Regions from separate parts of the Macaca mulatta genome. Here region 1 is linked to region 2. Evidence: chromatin contacts called from public Hi-C data. All regions are on one chromosome and are shown on one strand. The core of a region is the stretch at or near the end of the contact, and the rest is flanking DNA. Distances in the headings are between cores, read along the strand shown.

Evidence for each region. Hi-C and Micro-C count contacts between places; a contact is called where the count stands out from the background.
Region 1: a contact with region 2 is called in a Hi-C map of fetal cortex germinal zone, with 2.6 times the contacts expected there. The contact joins the enhancer-like site here to the promoter of ALKBH1 in region 2. A contact is called at or near these places in 2 of 14 Hi-C or Micro-C datasets (fetal cortex germinal zone and liver).

The regions. Positions count from the first base shown.
Region 1 is chr7:151,400,996-151,405,308 of T2T-MMU8v2.0, forward strand. No RefSeq gene overlaps it. Among named protein-coding and RNA genes, the nearest start is that of NRXN3, 240 kb to the right of the region's middle. Within about 2 kb of position 2,101, at least 14 of the 40 cell types and tissues checked have an H3K27ac peak or open chromatin away from gene starts, as enhancers often do. A contact at or near this core is called in fetal cortex germinal zone, where this site is marked.
Region 2 is chr7:151,082,684-151,086,979 of T2T-MMU8v2.0, forward strand. It overlaps ALKBH1 (alkB homolog 1, histone H2A dioxygenase), which reads right to left and starts at 1,893. Exons shown (of 7, transcript XM_077941561.1): 1 at 1,890-1,893. The region is part of intron 4 of ADCK1 (aarF domain containing kinase 1); the gene reads left to right.

The DNA.
Region 1 (4,313 bases), core at 851-3,350, 320 kb after region 2:
CCAGGTATGTCCCTTAACCTCTAGGCTGTTCTGCAGACACACTTCTCACAGGGATGTCCTTCCTAGGCTGGTGTTTGCTACAGGAATCCCATGGGCACTGACATCTGCAGGGCGCTGAGTCCTCAGGCTCTCCCTTGAGGCTTCTGCCCTCTCATCCCTTAGGTCCTTCAGGTCTCTTCCTGCTGCCCCCAAAATGAGTGTACAGTTTCCCTGGCTGTTCCTGATGTCCTGCTGCATTATGGCGGCTCCTTTACATGATTCTTCCCCCAGGAACTCCTGACATCTAGGGCAATCCCACGCACTGTGCCTTCTGAACTTCCCTTCCACATTCTGTGGACAAATTTGGTGCAGAGCCTTCCAGGAAGGCCAGGTAAGGAGGATATGGAACCGCTGGCCAGGGAAGTTCAGGTCTAGAGTAAATAGGTGGGAGATCAGATGTCATATAAAATTAATCCATGAAGGCATGTTTGTTTGTATTCCTAAAACTGCTGGATACTGTGGAGGTGTTGAAGGTTGGAGACCCGAAGACACATAAGAAAATGAGATTGTGATCTGAAAGGTAAAACAGACTGAAAAGTAGGCTAGTAATGATGGAAGTACATGTGTCTGTCTAGTCCCAGCCTAGACGCCACTTTAGTCCACCAAGCTTGCCTTGATATCCCCCACCTCCAAATCAAAATTAATCACTTGTTTATCAACAGTCCCATAGACTTTCCTTTACATTGCTCTCATGATTATTTTCCCCTTGTTTTATAGAAACACATTTCTGTCCTCCTCCAATGCTTACTGGAGTCCTTGGGGTTCCGACCTTGATAGATTCATTTTATTTCTCATGAGCATGATGCCGGGTACATGTGCTATTAAAGTTTGCCGGGTCGGGAAAGTGCTAGGATGCTGCAAGGATGTCCAGTAAAAGTCAGAAATATAAGAACTACCATCCTTGGCCAGGAAGCAATAGAGTACTGTGGCTAAGCAGGCAGGCTCTGGAGTTGGATAGACTTGAGTTCAAATTCATTCTCAGCAGCTTCCAGCTGTGTGACCTTGGGCAACCTCTCTAAAGCATCAATTTTTAAGACTGTGAAATGGACTGCAACTGTCAAACAGCACAAACCTTGCTGGACTGAATGAGATGAACCACGTGATGGCGTATGGTAAGTGCTCGACGGCTATTAGTGGATTGGTGCTGGTCCAAGGGAAGGCATGCCAGTGCAGCCCTTAAAAAGGGAGCTGGAGAAGAAAGGAGTTTGGGGCTGCATTTTCACATGAGGTGCCAGGGCCTGATGCTGAGCAAAACCTTGGTATTAGGTGCCACCGACTGTCATCTCTCGTTTAGGTTTGACTGGGGAAACGTTTCCACAGACATGAACTAGTTTGTCAAGGCTGGCAGTGGATTTTCAAGGGTTTAGGGGTGCGGTGGAATTGTCTAGGCTCAGAGCTCGGAGTGCAAGCCACAAAACAGAGCCATCTTCCTGAGTCACCAAAACACTTGATTCGGGCCTCTGACTCTTAGCTGGCAGCCCCTTAGGATAGGATGGGCTGTGCCTGGGTCTGTCTTTGCTGCTAGGGGCTCTGAGAGAGGAAGCCCCATTTATCACTGTAATTTTTATGTTCCCAGCCCCTTGCACTATGCCTCATCCTAAGCAGGCATTCAAAGTGCTTGTTGAAGGAATAGATTTGTGTCCTAGTTACAGCCCTGACCTCCACTAGATGCTCAAGGATTGCCCTGATTTTGCAAGGAAGAGCAACTACTCAGGGAAACCGAGGCACACTTGTAGGTTAGAGTCCCTCAGTCTGCAAGGAGACACACACATCCTCAGCAGTGGGAAGTGGTTTGGTCTGCTGAAACTGTAAATGAGAATTTTGTCTTTATATTAATTCCTGCTCCAGTTCTAGGGAAGAACTCTACTCTCAGGCTGGAGTAAGAAGAGGACTGAGCTCAGACACTGCCTCTTAGTTGTGGGGGCTACAGACTGCCCCTCCCTGATGATATCTTCTCAGCTGTTTGCAAAACAGTCAGGGAGGAGGTGAAGCCCTGAGCCAGGCGGCCTGACTGTCTCTTTAAATGCTGGGGTCTGTGTGGGAGAGGGAGGGGCCGGCTCTGGAGTGCGTGAAATTCCTGGGCTCCTCCGGCAGTCTCAGGCTCAGCGCTCAGCCCTACACATCGCCTCTTGCATGCAACTCACTGAGAGGGAGAGGTAACCTGTCCTCCCCTCTCTCAGCCTCGGCATCTCCAGCCACCAAGGACCTGCGCTTCGCACCTCCAACAACCCCTCCCTTCTTCCCTGCCACTCCCTCCCAGAGAGAGAGGAAAAGGAGAGAGAAAGATTCTGGAATTTGAACCTCCCCAAAGAGGAAACAAACCCGGCAAACTCAGTTGATTAAACATCAAACAGACATACAGACAGATCCCAAATCTTCTGTTCAACTGGAAAGGTAAGGTTTGCGGGGAAAAGAAGGCAGTCAGGGTATGAAACAACTCAAGGTTCTTGTCCGTTCTGGGAAGAGGTTGCTCCTGAGAGGGTAGAAGTTTTCAGTTGGGAGCGACCAACCTAGATTTTTTTTTTTTTTTTTTTGAATGCCGTGAGCCTTGGCTGACTGTGGAAATGGCTTTTCAACTGCCTTTCTTTTCCTTCAGTTTCGCCTGGAAGTTGGGTCCTTTTCCTCCAGATGTTGGAAAAGTCAGAGAATGTTTTAGATTTTTATCTTTTTTTTTTTTTTTTTTTTTTGAGTATTTCTCCTATTTGCTTGAATTGTTAGTCTGAAATGATGTGTGCTCATCACTTCATTTTGGGCAGCTACTTTTTTTTTGACATTTTGTAACCACTTCCCCCCTCATTTATTCATTTATTTATTTGGGCTGGTTAAAATGAGAAAGAGAAGGGACACTCTGAGGATCACAAGAAAACAAAATTGAATTGAGACAGGGATTTCCCTAGCTGTTGAGGAACTGAGGTGTATGTGAGAGTGTGTGCTTTTTTTTTTGAGGGGGTGTGAGGAGGTGGTTCTAGAGTCTAAAAATTCAGGTTGGACTCCTGTCTTATGAAAGTGGGCATACTTGGAGAAGGTGAAAAGGGAGTGTGTGTGAGTGTGTGTGTGTGTGTGCGCGGGTATGTGCTCCTGTTTGGATCGGTTACAAGGGAATCTTCCTCCACTGCCTTCCATTTGTTTATATTAATGATTTAGTAGCAGGCTTGCCTGAAAACTTCCACCCTGTGTAAGCACTGTGGGTTTTGCAAGCTCTCAGTGACCTTAAAGCCTGGTTCGATGTATTGTTTTTTCCAGGCATTGTGCTGTACCCAGAGTTTCAGCTCTTTCCCTCTTTCTTTTTTAACCACAAAACTTAACTGCTTTAGAAACATCAGCCTGATGACAAGGAAAAAAATGTGTCCCCCCACCCCCCATCCCTTCTTAGGCCAGTGATGTAATACCAACCTAAGGGCTCGACTGCTTTGCAGGTGACTTACCCTGTGATTACTTGTTAAAAAAAATAAAATTTTCCCTTCCTCCATTAAATGCCTGCCTCTTTTAATTTGGATGTAGAAATATCATCATGCAATGAGAACATCATATTTTTGCTAACCATTATTGGGGTGTAGGTAAAGTAGGGTTCCTCTTTTTCTGATCTTTATTTTTAATACTTTCTTTCTAATGCGAAGGTCAGAGATCATTGAGAGCTAGCTTAGGATGGAGCAAGACAGAGTCAGGGCAAATAAGAGAGCTGGTAGGACAAGAGCTGTCTTCTCCCCGCTTCCTTCGGTTCCCGCTTTGGGGAGATAGTTTTTCTTTTACCACTACAAGCCACCCCAACATTCTTCTTTCTTTCTCTCTGCTGGGTCCTGTGGATGGCCCTGGGAGGGAGAGGGGACACTCCTTGTCACACCTGGAGGACAGTGTAGTTTTGGGGGTCAGATGACCGTTTGCCTTTGTGATGAAGGTTCCAGTGGAAATTTGAACTCCCAGCACACTGGGTGACTTGGTACCCAGGATAGTCTATCTGGGGGCACCTGGAGGTTAGTCTGGGGAGCCTGGAGAACTAGCTCTTTATTAATTTGCCGTTCTGGGTAGAGCCTTCCTTCATCGTTCAAGGGCTTCTGCGTCGCCTTTCAAGTTAAAATGGTCCCGCTGGTTATGATGGGCAAGTTTACCTAAGGGCTACTGGGTATGTGGCGGAAGGATGGAGGGGAGTGAGAGGAGGCAAGGCTGGTATTTATTTTTTAATCTTCGGGCTTAATCTGCCTAAGTCATATGGGGCAAACGATATTTCAGAAGGGTGCTGGTTGTGCAGATATTCCTATTGTTTGATTTTTTTTGTT
Region 2 (4,296 bases), core at 643-3,142:
GGCTCACGCCTGTAATCCCAGGACTTTGGGAGGCCAAGGCAGGCGGATCACGAGGTCAGGAGATTGAGACCATCCTGGCTAACATGGTGAAACCCCGTCTCTACTAAAAATACAAAAAATTAGCTGGGCGTGGTGGAGGGCGCCTGTAGTCCCAGCTACTTGGGAGGCTGAGGCAGGAGAATGGCGTGAACCCGGGAGGCGGAGCTTGCAGTGAGCCGAGATTACGCCACTGCACTCCAGCCTGGGACACAGAGCGAGACTCTGCCTTAAAAAAAAAAAAATAATTATTATTTCTGTGTATTCTGCTGTGTGCTTTATATGAACAGGAACTGAGGTTTTGAGAGACTCATAAATGGCAGAGTTCCATCTTTACCTGGGCTTCTGATAACTGGTACAACTCTCTGTCCCCTATTCAGTCATATGTTGCTTAATGATGGTGATATGTTCTGAGAAATGCATAATTAGGCGATTTTGTTGCTGTGTGAACATCATACTTACACAAACCTAGATGGGATAGCCTACGATATACTTGGGGTATATGGTGTAGCCTGTTCTTTTCAGAATGTGAGACTGAGGGGAGGCTTGAATCTAGGCAATTGTAACACAATGGTGAGTATTTATCTATCTAAACATAGAAAAGGTACAGTAAAAATATGGTATTATTAATATAATGGACTGCTTTTGCATGTGTGGTCCATTGTTGACCAAAATGTTGGTCATGCGGCACATGACTGTACTGTTTTGCTAGAATAATCCTCCTTTCTCTTCCTCTTCCTGATCAGTACCCAGCACTCTACCTGGCCAGCCCCTTCGCCGCTATTTTTGGAAATCCCCACAGGCTCCCTAAGGAGCAGCCTGGGTTTCTAGGGCTCTGTCTTCCACTTTGGGGGGTTACCTGGGGGGCAGCTCAGCTGGTTAGGGTTAATTGCTGCAGTTTCCCAAGGCTCTTTGGCAGCTTTCCTCTGGATTAGGGACTCTGACGTATGTGCTCTTGGTCTCCAGGCAGGGCTAATTCCGTGGATGAGGGGTGAGCGGAGGTGGAAGTCTGGCCAGATTGCCAACGAGGAGTCACAGGTGCCCTTAGTCATGGAGTTGGTGGCTGTGCTGTATTTAGGACCCACTCGCCTAGCCCTCTTCACTTGTAAGGTGGCAGCCAGATTCGGCTTCCCTTACAGCATCCTGGTGGGGCCAGGTGTGGACTGTATCCAGGGCTGAGCATGCCCTGGGCTGGACTGGGAGTAGGGAAGTGGTTGGAGCAGAAGGGGGGTAGGAGAGCCCCTCCTACCCTGGGGACTGACTCTACCTGTGCCTGCAGTCCCCACAGGGGAGAGATGCCTCCAGGCTCTCATATTCTTTGCTGCCTTCTTTCCAGCGCTGATCCAACTTCTCCCCATCCTCCTCTTGTTTACTCATGTGCATTTACTGAGCACCTCCTCTGTGCCAGGTACTGTACCAGCCCCTGGGGTCCCTGCCCCCTGGAGTGCCCTGGCTCTGCCCCTTGGAGTGCCGTTCTCCCATGCTGGCAGGGTCCAGATGAGGTCAGCTCACCCTCTACCAGCCCAGGCTGCATCACAGGCCCAAAGCTACCTGGAAGCCGTCCTGGAAGCCTTCGGCGATCTGTAGACTTGCTTCTCCTGGTCCTGAGCACCACCTTTGTTTGTTCAGGCATCTGGTTTGTCTCCCTAGACTGTCCCTGAGAAGGGTACCAGATGAGTATTCTGGGAATGGAACAGAAGGATCTGGTGGCTGTGAAGCCATGTGTAGGAGAACTGGGGGCCAGGGAGTGCGATCACCTCCTCCCAGCTGGGCCTCATCCTGCCTTCCCAGCAGCTCTCAATAAAAAATACATTTGTATTAAAAACATAATGAAGAAGAAAAAAACCCATTTCCCCCCCAATAATGCTGACATCAAAAGAAGATTTTTATCAATTATGAGAGAGAGATTTTGGCCATAAAATTGCAATTTAACTAGTGGGAGATGGATGGCAGGAAGCGTTGCTGTCAGCGCGGACGGATGGCCTGCCGTTAGTCACTGCGGGAGAGGCAAGGCAATGGTTGAGGTGGCCCTGGCTTGCGCTTCCTACTGATGGCCCATCTGGCCCGGCCTCCTCCCTGTGACCACTGCCCTCCTGCAGGCCTGTCCCCTGTCTTTGCCCTGCTCCCAGCCTGTGTCCTGCACCTCAAATCCCGGTGTCACCATGTTCTATGTCATCCTGGGTAAATTTTGTGATTTTGCTGAGACTTGGTTTCCTCATGTGTAAACAGGGATGATAAGAGAGCCTTCCCACGAACAGGGCTGCGGTGAGGATTGGATGCTATATCCCAGCCACAGTGCACCGCCTGGTGAATGGTAAATGCCAGTTCAGTGTCAGCTGTGCTTATTATGTGTAGAGTCATTGTGAGGACGAAATTTGGCAGTAAGACTGGCGCCTTCATCTTGTATCTAGCACCTTGCCTGGTGCCTCGATCTTCCTGAGGTTTAACAAATACCGACTCTGTTCACCTTCTGTTCAGTGGCAAGTGCTTTGGACAAAAGGCATCTGGGAGAATCACTCACGGGTTGTGAGGGCTTATAAATCATTTAATGCAACCCCCACATTTCACAGGTGAGGAAACTGAGGCTCAGAGAGGGGCAGTCACTTGCTCAATGACACAACTGGTTGGTGGTAGAAAGAGGACTAGAACCCAGGTCTCCTGGTTCCTGATCCGGTGCTCTTTCTCCTGGACTATTCTGTTTCAGATGGAAGCTCAGTGCCCAGAAGAGAGGGCAGCACTCAGTCGAGCAATTGGGCTGGCCTTGCTGTCAGAGCCACCCAGCGGGCCTCCGCAGCTTTCATCGGCCTTGGGACCTTGTGGTTTCCTGTGGACTTTGAGGAAGCCGTATTTTTCCTCAGTCCAGGATCCTATAGTTCTTTTGGTCCTTCTGTCAGTCTTTTGTCTTGCCAGTGGTTTGGGGTGATTATACTAATGTGTTCACCAGTTCACTCTCGGTCCACAGGCTGCACGAGGGGTGCCTCCCCTCTTTTGGGATCTAGTGCGCGGGGTCGTGCCCAAGCCCTCTGATCGGCTGGTGTGTCTGGACTGTTCCCTACCCACTTCCTGCAGATAAAAGGCCTCAGCCCACAGTGGCCCCATTCACTAACCCCGGGAAGGTTGGGGCCCACCACTTGTTGGTTTGCTCACCTAGAGAATACAGATTTGTGGAGCAACTGCTCTTCTCTTACCCATGTGCCACTGCAGCGGGGGATATACAGAATGTTAACGCCGTGCCCCTCCCTCCAAAGCCAAGCAGGCAGAACCGAGCACAGAGGGAGTAATTAGAGAACAATTAAGCCCTCAGCTGTGGGGCTGATGGATGGGAAGTTCAGGGGAAGTTCAGAGGCGGGTTCCTGGTGGTGGGGGTTTGGGCTTTGAACTGGTCCTTGAAGGATAAGTAAGATTTGAGGAGGGGAATTCTGAGGGCACACAGGGTTGGCAGTTGGTGGTGAGTGATGACCACAGGTAATTCAATGCCCAGAGAGCCGACAAGCTGGCCTGGGGTGGCAGGGAGCTTTGGTCAGATGGCGTATTGTTTTCTAGGGCTAGCCCCAAACCTGTGGCTTAAACAACAAATGTATCGTCCCACAGTTCTGGAAGCCAGAGGTCTGAGATCAAGGTATCAGCAAGGGTGGGTTCCTTCCAAGGCCGTGAGGGAGAATCTGTTCTAAGCCTCGGTTCCAGCTTCTGGGGGTTTGCTGGCAATCTCTGGTGTTCCTTGGTTTGGGGATGCACATCCCCGATCTCTGCGTTCATCTTTACATGGTATCCTCTTCATGTGGGTGTCTGGCTCTGTGTCCAAATTTCCCCTTTTTATAGGGACACAGTCATATTGGATTATGATTGTGCTACTCCAGTGTGACCTCATCTTAACTAACTATGAATATATCTGCAATGACCTCGTTTCCAAATAAGGTCACATTCTAGGCTGGGGTTAGGACTTCCACATATGAATATTTGGGGGGCACGGTTCAGCCCACAGCAGATGGGTGCATTAGGTCTTCTGTAGTAAGAATCTTAACTCCAAGTTGAACGAGCCAAGGCAAAAAAGGAGATGTGTTGCATTGTAGATAGGGTTGGGCTAGAGTTGGGCCTTGGGGCGCTGCTCTGGGACTCTTGTATCTCTCCCAGCAACTTGTCTCTGTGCATCAGCCTCATTCACAGCTGCTTCCCTCCATGACCAGCTACCATTGGCAGCTTTTACCCTCACGTCTTCTAAGCTTCACACCTAAGAGGGCCTGACCCTGCTCCCCAGTTTCA